2 separate regions of the Sus scrofa genome follow, and region 1 is linked to region 2. A link is a contact called in public HiChIP or PLAC-seq data. All regions are on one chromosome and are shown on one strand. The core of a region is the stretch at or near the end of the contact, and the rest is flanking DNA. Distances in the headings are between cores, read along the strand shown. Region 1 holds the start of BHLHE40 (basic helix-loop-helix family member e40). Region 2 holds the start of ITPR1 (inositol 1,4,5-trisphosphate receptor type 1).

Region 1 (6,351 bases), core at 2,422-4,921, 460 kb after region 2:
ATTTACTACAAGGGTGTGTGTGTGTTTGTGTGTGTGTGGAAGTCATGATGTAAAATATATTCGTTACTGTCATCTGTGATTAAAAAAATTCTGAGGCACCATCAACAGGCAAAAAGTTATATGATATCTGAGCAAAAAGGAGTGGGTAGGTGCACAGGGCTGTGGGCTCTAACTTCCTGCTAGTAAAGGCCTGCCTAACCCTTTCCAACACACAGCATTATACCATCAGAATGTTGAGCCTCACCAGTAAAGAAAGGAAAAATTTTGTCCTTCCTTGAACAAAATTTTCTTCTATCTACATTTAGAAGAGACAAACAGAGGAGAGGGCTATAAAATATCAGGATTACCCAGTGCAACTGCTCAGAGCTGCATCACACAACTCTAGAGGATAGTTTCAGACAGACTGCAATGTGAATGGCGCCCCCTGGAGTTGAGCAGCGTACAATCTGGAGAGCTACAAGCAATAAGTTTAGTGATTAAATGCACAAGCTTTGGAGCCCAGCAAACCTGGGGTCTAGTTCCAGATTTAATTTCAGGTTCTATAACCTGGGCAAGTAATTTAACATCCCTGAACCTCAGTTTCCTCTAGAGGACACATTACATATTCCTAGGATTTGTTCAGTGCTCTACACCTAGTGGTTTTCAATAAATATGTGGTGAATGTGAAAATGAGCTAATACGCACCTTATAAGGTGGTGGCAAGGAGTAAATTAACATACACAATATTTTTACATATAGTCTAAAAACTAGCATATGGTAAGCACTAAACACATATCTACAAAAAGCAACGAATGGAAATATTAAGATTCTTCAGGATGGAAAGATGCACTGGGGAAAGGCATTATTTTGTTTAAATCAATAAAGCATCATCATAAGCTATTGAGAGAAGAAAACATCAAAAATAATATAACATCTGGATACGGTCAAACTTTGGTAGGATGGGGATGATTTGTGACAAATTGCACTTGGAACAAATAAGTAGGAAATGACTGTTACTTCCAGTTGTAGGTCAGGTAAGGGCACAAAGTATTGATAACTTCAAAGCATTCTAAGAATCTGAACTGTCTGGGTTCACTCTTGGCATGGGGGGGTGCAGTGACAATGAGGGGACATGTGTTCCTTCCCCAGTGCTTATTTCCTGGTGGAATTGTGGTTTGGGCACAGTCAGAACAACTCTCCACCCTTATTAAAGTCTCACAATGGAGCAGGTCAACCTAGACTGAAAGCACAAACCCAGGACAGACTCCAGTGCCCTCCTGCCCAGGGTTCTGCGGCCCACCTCCCGGCAGGAAGCTTCGGTGCCTCCGCTGTCACTGCCCCCAGAGAGATGGCTGATAACAAAAGCCACGAAGGTACATTCCAGAAAGGAGGAATGCTGAGCCCCCAATCCGCACCCCCCCCACCCCCTACCCCGGCCCCAGTGAGGTCAGCCAGTTAGCAGTTAGAAAAGGAGGCATTTCTCACACTTGCTAATGAATTTGACGCTTGCGAAACATAAACAGGAAGTGGGAACTCTCCAAAGCGACCTGAAGGAAATCCACTCCCAGTCTGGTCAACGTGTGAATCCCAGTTCTTTAGGTTGTCAAGGACACTGCCAATTAATACTGACCACCCTCCCCCTTCCCCAACACCCACCCACCCAAACTGCACTCTAGGCTAATCTTCACGGGTCTCACCCCATCTTTTTCAAGCCTTCCCACAGCCAGGTCACTCAGCAGCGGGGTGACTGACCCGAGGCGCAGTGGGAAAGGCTTACAGTCATCTCTCAACTCCCCGAACTTGCAGGGCAGGGCAGCGTAGAGGTCAGTGAAATCCCCAGCCAGGCCTTATTTTAGTCATGAATTTCCACTGGCTCCCTCCTCTGACTGCATCAGCGATGCTCACGCCGCGCGCTTGGAGTTTCAGCTGTTTTCCTTGCTCCAGGCTGAGTTAGAAGGTCACAGAGGCCGGACTTTTCCGGGGAAGGTAGGTGGGGGCCTCAGGCGACCTAAGTGAAATTGCGGAGATCTCGGGCCGCTGGGAAGAGACCTTTCTGCCCCAAGCTCCGGGCAGTGTGTTAACTTCTCATCCCTCCTCTACCCAGGCGTCTTGGTTAGCATTAAATACCATTTTTAGTAGGAAACCCCCCAAAACAAAAACACTTTATCTTTTTTTCCTCTGTCCACCAATGGCACCGATATCGTTTTCCAGGGCTGCCTTGCCCAAGGTATTATCTTCCCAGAGGTTCCTGTAAATTCAAGGGCAGAATCTGCGTTGGATTCCCCCACGGTGTGTCTAGCAACGGGGACAATGCCTGGCACAGGGTAGGGAAGTCAACAAATGCGTGTAGAATGAATGAATGCTAAGATGTCACTGTGAAGGGCAGATAGTTTTTCCTAGTCTCTCTCCCTTTCCTCCATCTCCGGGTGAGGATCCCACACGGCACCGCCGAAGTTCCCGGAGGGAGGGAGACGGCAGACTCCGGCGGGCCACACCGGCCCGGGGCTCTCCGTCCCCCGGTCTGGGCAGAGGGGCTCGAAGTCGGGGACGCTGCGGCCCGAGCTCCGGCCACGTGAAGTGTCACGCCCCGCGCTGCTGCAGGGCAGGCGCCGCCGCCACGGTTGTGTAACGTTGCAGCCCGAGGGGAGGCGACCCGAGCGCCTCCGCTCCGGTGGGGGCAGAGAAGGGAGGGAACGCAGGGCTCCGCGCCGGGTATCTTTCTGTGCTTGACTAGTCCAAGGCGCGCGGGGGGGGGGTACTCTGGAGCACCCTGGGGGGTGGGCAAGTGGGTGCCCGCCAGCGCTCAGGCTGTGCCCGGGAGCGGAACTCCGGGGGAGCCAGGGGCCCGCCGCACGCAGCCTCTCGGATCAGGTGCGCAGAGCGTGCTCGGCGGCGGCCTCGGCTGCCCCTGCGCTTGGCTGCCAGCCCGCTTCCCATGGGGTGACATCCGCCCCGCCCCTCGGCCCCTCCCCACGTCGGGCGATTCCTGGACTCTGGGCTGGAGGGTGGGGGCAGGGAAGCCGGCACCGAAAGAAACCCCAGCCCCTGGGGAAGGCAGGGGGGCCGGGCGACTCCCTCGGCTGAGCGCTGGTTCCTCCGAGCGGACCGCGCGGGGGGAGGAGGAAACGGGTTGGGCTGGAGCGAGCGAGGGGATATTCCTCTCCCGGCTTGAGTCAGAGGCGGGCGGATCCGTCCTCCCCCTTCCCTCCCAGGAGACGGGAACTTACTTCATTTCCCTGGGGCAGGTTCGCCCACGTTACCAACCTCCCCTCCCTGCCCCCCCCCCCCGGCTCCCCGGGCCCTTCCAGCTTCCGCGCCCCCCACCCGGCTGGGCAGGACCCAGGCCGCGCTGCCACCCCCTCTTCGGGGAAAGGCAGCCGCAGACACCTGGGGGCCGGAGCTGGGGGTGGGGGCTCCCTCGCAGCCGCGGGAGCGTTGTCCAACACGTGAGACTCATGTGATGAAGCCGGGGGAGGGCGGGCAGGTCGCTCCTTCCCTCCCCGGCAGCGGCCAGACGTGCCTGGAGTCACAGGGTAGAACACGTAGCTCCAACCCACCCACTCGCTCCCATTTAACCCAGCCCGCAGCCTCTCCATTACTCCTCGGCTCGTTCTCCCCCCACCCCCCCACTCCACCCTAACCGCCCCCCCCCCGCTCCCTCCCGCCTCCCCGCCCGCCCCACTTCTCATTCACTTGGCTCGCACAGCGCAGACGGCGCAGGGAGCACACATCGCCAGTCTGTGCGCAGAGCCTGAGCCAGAAGCCGCGGGGACACCATGCACGCCCCCAACTGAAGCAACACCTCAAAGCCGAAGCTCCGGGCAGCCGGAGGATTTCAGGGAGCTCAGACTCAGAGGAACTCCTGAGGAGAGACCCCTCGAAACCTCTCCAGGACAGTCCTCACCGGACTCTCTGCCACTGCAGACAGGAGCGCACAGTGGCCCCGGCTCGCCGCGCCATGGAGCGGATACCCAGCGCGCAGCCGCCCCCCGCTTGCCTGCCCAAAGCACCAGGACTGGAGCCTGGAGACCTACCAGGGTAAGTTGACACCCCCGGCCCCTTCAAGCCTCAACTCCAGTCCTGCGTTCTGAGCGACTTTCAACTCGGAATCGCTCTGGGCGCATATGCGGGTTCATGCCCGCCAGGGTTCCTGCAGCGGGTGCGCAGGCAAAGTCACGACCCTTCTTCGTCCCTCTCCCTGCAGGATGGATTTTGCCCACATGTATCAAGTGTACAAGTCGAGGCGGGGAATAAAGCGGAGCGAGGACAGCAAGGTAAGGGCCCCGGACCCCTGGGGACCCCAGCCCCTAGCACGCACTGAGTTCCCAAGAAAACTTTTCTCACTTTGAGGTTGGAGGGGGTATGCAAGGTGCGGGGTCCGTGCCTGGATGGCTTGGAGAAGAAGGTAGTTCTGGGTGTGACTCTGTTCATTTGCCCCTACTCTTCTCGCGCCGCGGGGTAAGGGAGGAAAAGGGCTTCTCATCCTCCTCCTCCGGAGCCCACCATTTCCCCGTGCGCCTTGCAGGAGACTTACAAACTGCCGCACCGGCTCATCGAGAAAAAGAGACGTGACCGGATTAACGAGTGCATCGCCCAGCTGAAGGATCTCCTCCCCGAACATCTCAAACTTACAGTAAGTGAGAAGCTGGCCCTTCTCCAAACCAGCTCCTTTGCCCAGAGGGCGGTCGGGGGTCACTCGCCGCCTGCAGGTCCCGCCGGGAACTGCAGGCCAGACGGCTGGATTCGAGCTGCTGGGTGGCTATTTGGGGTACACTTCCCCAGTCCTCAGAATTTTCTGGCAGCCTCATGCAAATAAGGTGAAAACCGTTTGTATTTCTCCAGTTGGCACCAACACCGGCTGGCCTTCCTTTGCAAGAGTTTAAGGCTCACCGTTCTGGTGATTTTCAAGGTTCTCTTGATTTCCTAACTTGAGCAAACCAAGCAACCTGCAATTTTTCTTAACCTCTTTCCTCCCCATCTCTTTTTAAAATGAGAGGACTTGTTTGGGTGTGTGATTTTTTTTTTTTTTTAAACATCCTGTCCTTTCTTGGCAATGGTCAACAGCTTACTAGCTTGACAGCCTTTGGTTGGGGAAAGGGAAAAAAAAAGAAGTATTTAGGGGGAAGAAAAAACTTAGATGAACTGGAAGTTATGACAGGGTGTCAGGAAAGAAACTAGGGAAAGCCTCTTGGCTGCCAGACACAGTAGAAGTCCTTCCTCGGGTTGACACCACTGCAGAGAAATGTAATCTTCGGATTCCCCTGAGTTAAGGTCAGCAGAGGCTGCTGGAAAAATTTATCTGTCAGAGCTTTCTCCTGAGGTAGCTGCTGCTTCCAAAATGCCTCCAAAGATGGGTGACACTCATTTGTTGTTTTTTAACTAGTTTTTTTTTAATAATTATATATATATATATTTTAAACATCTATAAACTTAAAATGAAATTTAGCCAACCAGGAAAGGTTGTTTTTGTTTTTTTTTCCCTTTAGAGACATCTCTCATTGCTAATAAGGGTCCCAGAGGTGGGACTTCTCTGAGCTCCCTGCTGACTGAGGCTCTTTTTATTCCAGACTTTGGGTCACTTGGAAAAAGCAGTGGTTCTTGAACTTACCTTGAAGCATGTGAAAGCACTAACGAACCTAATTGATCAGCAACAACAGAAAATCATTGCCCTGCAGAGCGGTTTGCAAGCTGGTGAGTTCCTGAGCCTGGCTATCTCCTAAGAGTTCTAGCACAAATGGAGAGCCTGTGGGCTCAACATCTGACATAAGAAACATTCCTGCAACAAACTGCTTATGCACATTCACTGGGGAAGATGCTGTTTTATCTTTCCTAAAAGGTCAGACTTTTCATTTGGGAGGCTGCTATGTGCCACCTGGCATGAATACGTATTAGTCAAACGGTAAAATATTTCTGTGGCATTTTGGCTTAAAGAGTTTCTAGGTTCTGGGAGTTTTCCCCCCCTTCCTTTCAAAATGCCAAGGCACCTATAATTTGCATCGTGGGTGTTTTACAGTTAGTCTTCTTAGCCCTGTTTCATTGGAGAATAAAATCATGGGTATGCCCCAGTGTTTTCCTGTGTCTCTACTTCCTTATCACATGGTGTGTGGTATGATCCTGGCAGGATGACAGCAGGAGTTTTTCCTGCATTTCATGTGGTTCCCTGAATAGCCACTAGGTATCTTGGTGAATTACACAATCTCACGAAACCACTGAAGTTTCATCATGTTTCTCCTGACTTCCAGAGAATCACAATCACCTTCCAGAGAATCACAATCACGTCTCGTCTCACTCTTTCCAGATAATATTGTACACACCAGGGAGAAATTCTTCTATCCAATCCCTCATTCCTTTCCTCTCTGCCCCTCTTTCCAA
Region 2 (7,058 bases), core at 4,065-6,564:
CTTCTCTTGGCCTCAGAGCTTGGTCTTGGGAAAAACGTCTTCCTTTTCCTAGCTCGCTACCAAATCACTTTCTCTTCTGCTCTTGTCCAAATGCCAGCTGCACTTTTTCTATTTCAAGTAGGGCTGCTATGTGTCTGTGGGTCATTTTTTTTTTTTTCTGGCCACTCTTTGGTTCCAGTAGTGCATTAACCATTAAATGCCTTGCACCTACTCTTTATCCAAAGCTGAGCAAGCTATTGAAAAGGAAATACAAATATAAGACCTGGTCCCGGAGTTCCCGTCGTGGCGCAGTGGTTAACTAATCCGATTAGGAACCATGAGGTTGCGGGTTCGGTCCCTGCCCTTGCTCAGTGGGTTAACGATCTGGCGTTGCCGTGAGCTGTGGTGTAGGTAGCAGACACGGCTCGGATCCAGTGTTGCTGTGGCTCTGGTGTAGGCTGGTGGCTGCAGCTCCGATTCAACCCCTAGCCTGGGAACCTCCATATGCCGCGGGAGCGGCCCAAGAAATAGCAAAAAAAAAAAAAAAAAAAAGACCTGGTCCCTATTTTCAAAGAGTTTGTCTTGTTGGAGAGCCAGTATCATAGGAAGATGGAGCCAAAAGACAATATGGGGCTTGTATTATACTCTATTGGACAGTGCTGATCTAGAAAACCAAGAATCTGATTCTCAAAATCCAATTTGAGATGATGACAAACCCTGAAAAATGCCATTTATAACTTTGCCCTTGAAAATGCCCTATGCAGGGAAGTAGGAGGACTTTGCAGACCTAGTCTTCTAGTGATAACTGTGAATGAATTTTAGGGGATTGGTACAATAAATTCCAAGAACTGATGCTAAAATTGTGAGCATCTGTGTTGCGCTGGGGCAAATGTCCATGGGTTATATAAGATGCTGTAAACTTCATCCCTCTAACATAAAAAGTTAATAATGAACAATGGTCATGAGAGACTAGTTGGGAGATTGGCTATACAGCAGCTATGTCTCTTTACTGATAACGCTCATGTTTGATGCAACATGTAGGTAACAAATCAGGGCCAAACGAAACAAAACAACAACATCAGGTTGAATTCTTTGTCTGCAGCATCATTTATTCTATCTTGCCACTTAAGAGTGAGTTGGAGAGCTATTAACAAAAGCACTTAAGGGTCATTGTGACATTCATAGGAAATTAAAATCTTTTGTCTGGAAGAAAATTGGGAGTAGTGCTGCCCCAATAGTCTGAAGTTTGGTTTGGAGTATCATGACACATAAACATTTTCTCCTTGCTTGTTGATACTGCTCTCTTGGTATAGCTAGAGTGAGCTGGCAAACCCATTCATGTCCAATGACCCATTTGAACTGGTGAGGTTGGCAGGGCAGGGATTATTGGCTTCACCCTGTCAAAAAAACTGAGCCTCTGCATGGCTAGGTGACTGGCCACAGTTACACAGATATTAAGAGTGCAGCTGGGTGTCAACCCATTTTTTTCTGATCTTTGCTTTCTCTAGTATTCCTTGCTGTCTTAATCAGGATAGCATTTGAGGGTGGGCTTCTGGGGAACTTAATTCATTTGCAGTTTTCAGCTAAACACTGCCAATGAAAACCTGTTTCTATTTGTAGGGCTTCCCTGGGGTAGACTCATGTGCTAGTTTTGGTTATTCTTCAGACTTCTGTGCAGTCTAGGACAGTATCCTGACTCGACAAAACCCTTCTACTTCCCTGTATAGGGTGTTTTCTAGGGCAAAGTCATAAGGGCCATTTTCAGGGTTGGTTGTCATCTCAAATTGGATCTTGAGAATCAGATACTTGATTTTCTAGACCATTTCTGTCACATAGTGTATAATATAAACTCTATATGTAATTTTTAATATTGTAGTAATACATTAAACAAAAAGAAGCAGGTGAAATTAATTTTAATAATCTACTTTATTTAACTCAATCTATCCAAAATATTATCATTTGAACATACAATCAATATAAAAATTATTAATGAGATATTTTGATTTTTTTGTCCTAAGTTTGAAGTTTCATGCATATTTAATTAATTAACTAATTTTTCAATGGCTACACCTACGGAATATGGAAGCTACCTGCCCAGGGATTGAATCCAAGCTGCAGCTGCAACCTATGCCATAGATGCAGTAATGTTAGATCCTTTAACCCACTGCGCTTGGCTGAACCTCTGCAGCAACCTGAATTGCTGCAGTTGGATTCTTAATCACAGTGGGAACTCCTAGTGTGTATTTTATACCTACTTCACATCTCATTTAGAACTAGCCACATCTTAAATGCCTAAATGGCTAGTGGTTACTGTAATGGAAAGAAAATGTCTAGAAAATTCTTCCAGGAAAAAAAAAAAAAGCGCACACACACAGCAAAGAAAAAGAAGCCTCCTTCTCTTTCTGGATAATGGCGAATGAATTGAGCAGTGGCCTTTTTATTATGATATACTTTATCAGCAATCATCCATTATACATCATCATAGACAAATGTGGCAAAACTACTTTCTGGTGACCTAGTAGCTTCCAGAACCTGAGGCCAGTTGCAAAATGTTGAAATAGGATCTTTTCATACACATAGGTAAACTGTCTATGATGCAAATGGCCTATAAGATCTGTGTATTCAAAAATTATGTTCATCTAGCCTGCCATATGCCTGACACACCTTATGTTAAAACATTTTTTAAACATATCTACAAAAATGCCCAGAGGACTAAGGCTTGCTGGGTTAGGGACAGTAGGGAATATAAGCAGGAATAAAATATAGACCTTGTAGAATTCTCTTGTGGTGTAGCAGGTTAAAAACCTGGCCTTGTCGCTGCAGCATCTTGGGTCGCTGCTGTGGCACAGGTTCTAACCTTGAGCCAGGAACTTCCACATGCCGTGGGCACAGACAGGAAAAGGAAAAAAAAAAGCTGTTAAAATAATAAAATAAAATAAAATAAAATACAGATCCTGCCTTCAGTGAAATTTGTGATCTAGGCAGGAAGACAGTGAAGGAAGCAGCTAAAGGTCAAGTGTCCACTACATGGTTATTATGAAAATCACCCAACTCCTGCTTTCAGACACCATCAAGTTTTATTCAGCAAACCCATGTTAAAAATCCCACTGTGTTTCTGAGTTAGAAGCACAGGAAAAAATCATCCTTTAGTATTTACTACTCACATTTGCATAGACTGATTTGTTGAATTTGTTTGAATTAGTAGAGCCAAAAACCCTTTAGAAATGGAACAGATTGTTTTCCTGGGGGAGAAGAAGAGAGGGGACAGATGGGAGAGGTGTGGACCCCTTTGTTGTGACAAGGTGGGGGAGATTCTTGCTGATGGGAGTGGTAGCCTGAGGCATTAGGAATAAGGCTTTAGTGCCTAGGGACCAGAGGACAGTGGTGAAAGAGAGGAGGGGAGAAGAGTGAATGTGATAACCATTCCCAGATGCATATACATGCTTATATGAGCAGAAAAATACAATGCTCTTGTTTACTTTGGGGAAGCTGTGGAGGGTAGTAGTTAAGGTCCCAGTTTTGGGAGTCAGACGCCTACCCTCTGTGTGACTTGAGGAAAATTACTTAACCCCTCTGTGCCTCAGTGTCCTAAGTAAAAAATGTGGTTTGTTAATAGGATTTGACGAGATAATATATGTAAAAAGTTTGGAATAATGCCTGGCCCATGGGATGTGTCCAGCAAATTTCAGTAATTATTATTAGATTTGGCATTATAATGTCAGAAATAATTATTTGCCATGGTGCTCCCCTAATTTGTTCCTGAAGTTCCACAACACTGTTGACTCTGTATCAAGTAATCCTGAGAGGAAGTTGGCAAATTGTGATGATTTTCTTCCTCTAAGATGGCAAAACTAGGGCAAAGAGATAAAGATGACTTGCCCAAGGGCTCAGAGGCTACTCCTAAAATGCGGAGGGAGGCTGTTTAAGGCAGTGGTGATGGATTTCCCCAAAGACAAGGACTTGGTACATTTATAGACTGGAATTGAAATCCAGGCTGCACTACTTAAATTATGGTGTCATCTTGGGAAGTTACCTGATTTCTTTGAGCCCTCGTTTGTCAAATAGGGATAATACATATGCCTACGGTTGTTAAAACTTAACAGCTTTAAGCATGAAAAGTGCATGTGGTCTGGACTCAATAAAATCTGCCTAATTATTATTACCATTGTTGTTGCAGCAGATCTATGCGGTGGCAAGCTGTGTCTGTTCGGAATTCTATGATGTGGTTTTGGCTCACTACCATGCCCCAGTGCCTGGCACCCAGTAGATTCTCAGGAAACGTTTCTGCAATGAACGCACATCGTCTGAGGCAGGGAGGGCATCTGGCAGACTTGGCCTCCGAACTTAGCTTCTGCCCTTCTTCCAAAAACCAGAGTCTGAAGCAGATTGTAACCCGGGACGTCCAGGCTCTCCTGAGCAGTGAGCTGAAACCCATCTTGCCCCCGAAGCCCCTGTGGGAGCTGCTGGAGGGCACCCCGCCTGAACGCGCATCTTTGTGTAAGCTACTCATTCCAAAGCCCTTGTTTTTCTGGTTTGCGGTTTATTTACTTAAGCATTTACAGCTCCCAGGAGCAGAGGGGCTGCTAGAAGCAGGGTCAGGACCGAGGTCGCGGTTTGTATTTATTTTCTGCTTCCCAATCCCAGCCCTGGCAAGTCAAAACTCGGTTCCTTTATTTGTACACCGAGAGGCTTAAGTTTCTATACCTCCTGCGGGGCGAGGAAAGACACATGCAGTTCGGGTTCAGGAAAGTGCTCTCTAGCCACTTGCCAGCGTCCCTGCTAGTGTTGCTCCCAGACTTAATTTTCTGTGCAAACCCGAACCGGGCGGAGCAGATTAAATAAAGACAACCTCGCGCCTTTAATCCTTGACCGCAAACACTGGCTTTTTCGTGCCCTGGATTTCTGAAATTCTTGGCTCTGGTACTCAAAGCGGGGGGAGGGTGGGTAACAGCTTGTAAAAACTTCCCAAAGCAGAAATCCGAGCTCCTCTCGCCCCTTGCTACCAGGGACACCTGGATTCTAGGGAAAGGGGACAGCCAAAGGAGGAGCGTCCCCAAGGGTTGGGGGCGCCCTCCAGGGGTAGTTTTGGGTCGCCGTCTCCAAGTCCAGCCAGCTCCCAGCACTGAACCGGGTTTGAAGCCTCGGCGCGGGGCAGGACGCCCCTCCCTGTCCCCGCGCGCGTCTATTTAGAGCTCAGCCCGGTAGCCCATGGGATTCTGGGACTTGTAGTTCGTCACCGCGGCCCCAGGCGCCGCCACGACCCTGGGCTCGGACTACATTGCCCAGGGAGCTTCCCGGCCTATATAAGCTGCCAGGAGCCGCTTCAAAGTGCAGTAACCATGTGGATGTGCTGCTGAAGCGTTTCCTCAAGCTTGCTGGGGTGGGAGGAGAGGAGGAGGAGGTGGTGGTGGTGGAGGAGGAGGCAGAGGGTGGAGAGAGAGAAAGCGCACGCCGAGAGGAGGTGTGGGTGTTCCGCTTCCATCCTAACGGAACGAGCTCCCTCTTCGCGGACATGGGATTACCCAGCAGCCGCTAACCCCTCTCCTCGCCCTGCTCCCCCAAACCGGCGTGGCTCCCCGGGCACCAAGGTAGAGGTTGGGGCCGGGCGGAGGGCGCGGGGAGTTGGTACTGTCCCCCCGGGCGCAGAAGTTTTTGCCTCGCTTTTTGGTAGTTCTTGGTGGATTTGCATGCACTTGCGTGCATTTGGGGGTTCTTTTACTGAGGACGTTTTGGGGGGGGGTTCATTTGAGGTTAAAAAAAAAATTCTCAACTCCATCGCCTGGCTTTGAGGACTACCCATTCTGGATTGGAATGGCATTCCCCCAAGTTGGAAACTGTTGCAGCAGCTGCAGGAAATAGTTTTTTTTTTTTTGGGGGGGGGGGCGTGGGGATGTCCTCTGTGAGTCCGCTCAAGGAAATAATCTTTCTTAAAATGTAGCCCTCCCTCGTGCTGCATGGTTGGGAGAATAATGCATTTGGGGGTCCCGGTGAAGAGGGTTTTAAAAAACGGAAGAAAACCCGAGGAGCGGTGAAGGACCAAGTGTGGACGAAGCTCACGCCCGATGAGGATGCGGGCTTCAGATACTTGGCCTTCGCTCCGGGAAACAAGTGCTTTGGGATCTGCCAAACACTTCCCTTAGTCTCAGATCTTCCCGGCACACTGGAAGTTTGTGCGTTCCTAGTCTCACTTATCAGTTACATATTAGAAACAAATAGGCGAAGTTACCTGTAACCTTCACCTCTTGATCCCACCAACACACCCGTCAAATTTGGCGGTGGCGGTGGCCCTGTGTGTGTGTATGTAGGTGGGAGGGGGTTTGTCCCTCCAGGAAAGAGCCTAAAGAAAGTGGAAGTGTGGAATTTGAGAATTTCTATTAGGGACTCATCATCAGCCAATCTTATATTCAGTCTTCTTTCTTAATATGCAGGAGCTGACTACAGAGGAACAGGACTCGCACCCCTGGCTGGGCGTGTTTTGGCAACAGAGTGCCTGACCTGGGTCAGGTAAGTGTGGAAGCCTTAGAGCTGTAGTCCATAATAAGTTTTTGTCCTAGCCTATTTTAAGTTCTCTCTAAAGAGCCATGGAGAAGGGGAGCAGGAAAGAAAGGGAAATTCCATGGCTCAGTCTCCAAAATTTGTCACCACCTTGGATGAGGGCTTTAGGGAGCTGATGATAACCAGGGGATGGTCCTGCCTAGGGCTTTTGGTCCTGGCTCAGAAGTGAAGCAGCCAGGTTTCTGACAGGAGGGAAGAAAAACCCTCACAACAACATTAAATGGAGCAGTACAAGGGATGCCCATTGGTGACCTGAGAACTGAACTTGCCAGGTGGTGTGCTGAAGATTTAAATTCTGAAGGATGCAGTGCATTTCATCTGCCAAGATATGTAAGCAAAAATTATCTGCCTGCCTCTTTCAAAAATAGTCACTTTCTTTTTTCTTACTGTGAATGGGTGTTTAATCAGGGTCGGTTTGCTTGCAAGAAATGAAAGTGGTTGCTGGCCAATTGAAAGAATTAGAACTTTAAAAAGGGAAGTTCTTGAAGCATAAGATAGTAGCCTCCAGCCCTTGACTTGAAGCC

Evidence for each region. HiChIP or PLAC-seq counts read pairs in DNA pulled down with a chosen protein or histone mark.
Region 1: a contact with region 2 is called in an H3K27ac HiChIP or PLAC-seq map of alveolar macrophages. The contact joins the promoter of BHLHE40 here to the promoter of ITPR1 in region 2. A contact is called at or near these places in 2 of 2 datasets of contacts at active chromatin or transcription factors (alveolar macrophages and skeletal muscle).

The regions. Positions count from the first base shown.
Region 1 is chr13:61,524,341-61,530,691 of Sscrofa11.1, forward strand. It overlaps BHLHE40 (basic helix-loop-helix family member e40), which reads left to right and starts at 3,672. Exons shown (of 5, transcript NM_001245010.1): 1 at 3,672-4,017; 2 at 4,184-4,253; 3 at 4,505-4,612; 4 at 5,547-5,670. The coding sequence starts at 3,938. It overlaps LOC106505661 (a long non-coding RNA gene), which reads right to left and starts at 4,498. Exons shown (of 12, transcript XR_002337646.1): 1 at 4,324-4,498; 2 at 4,014-4,177.
Region 2 is chr13:61,062,817-61,069,874 of Sscrofa11.1, forward strand. ITPR1 (inositol 1,4,5-trisphosphate receptor type 1) reads left to right here and starts at 5,315. Exons shown (of 59, transcript XM_021069282.1): 1 at 5,315-5,567; 2 at 6,408-6,483.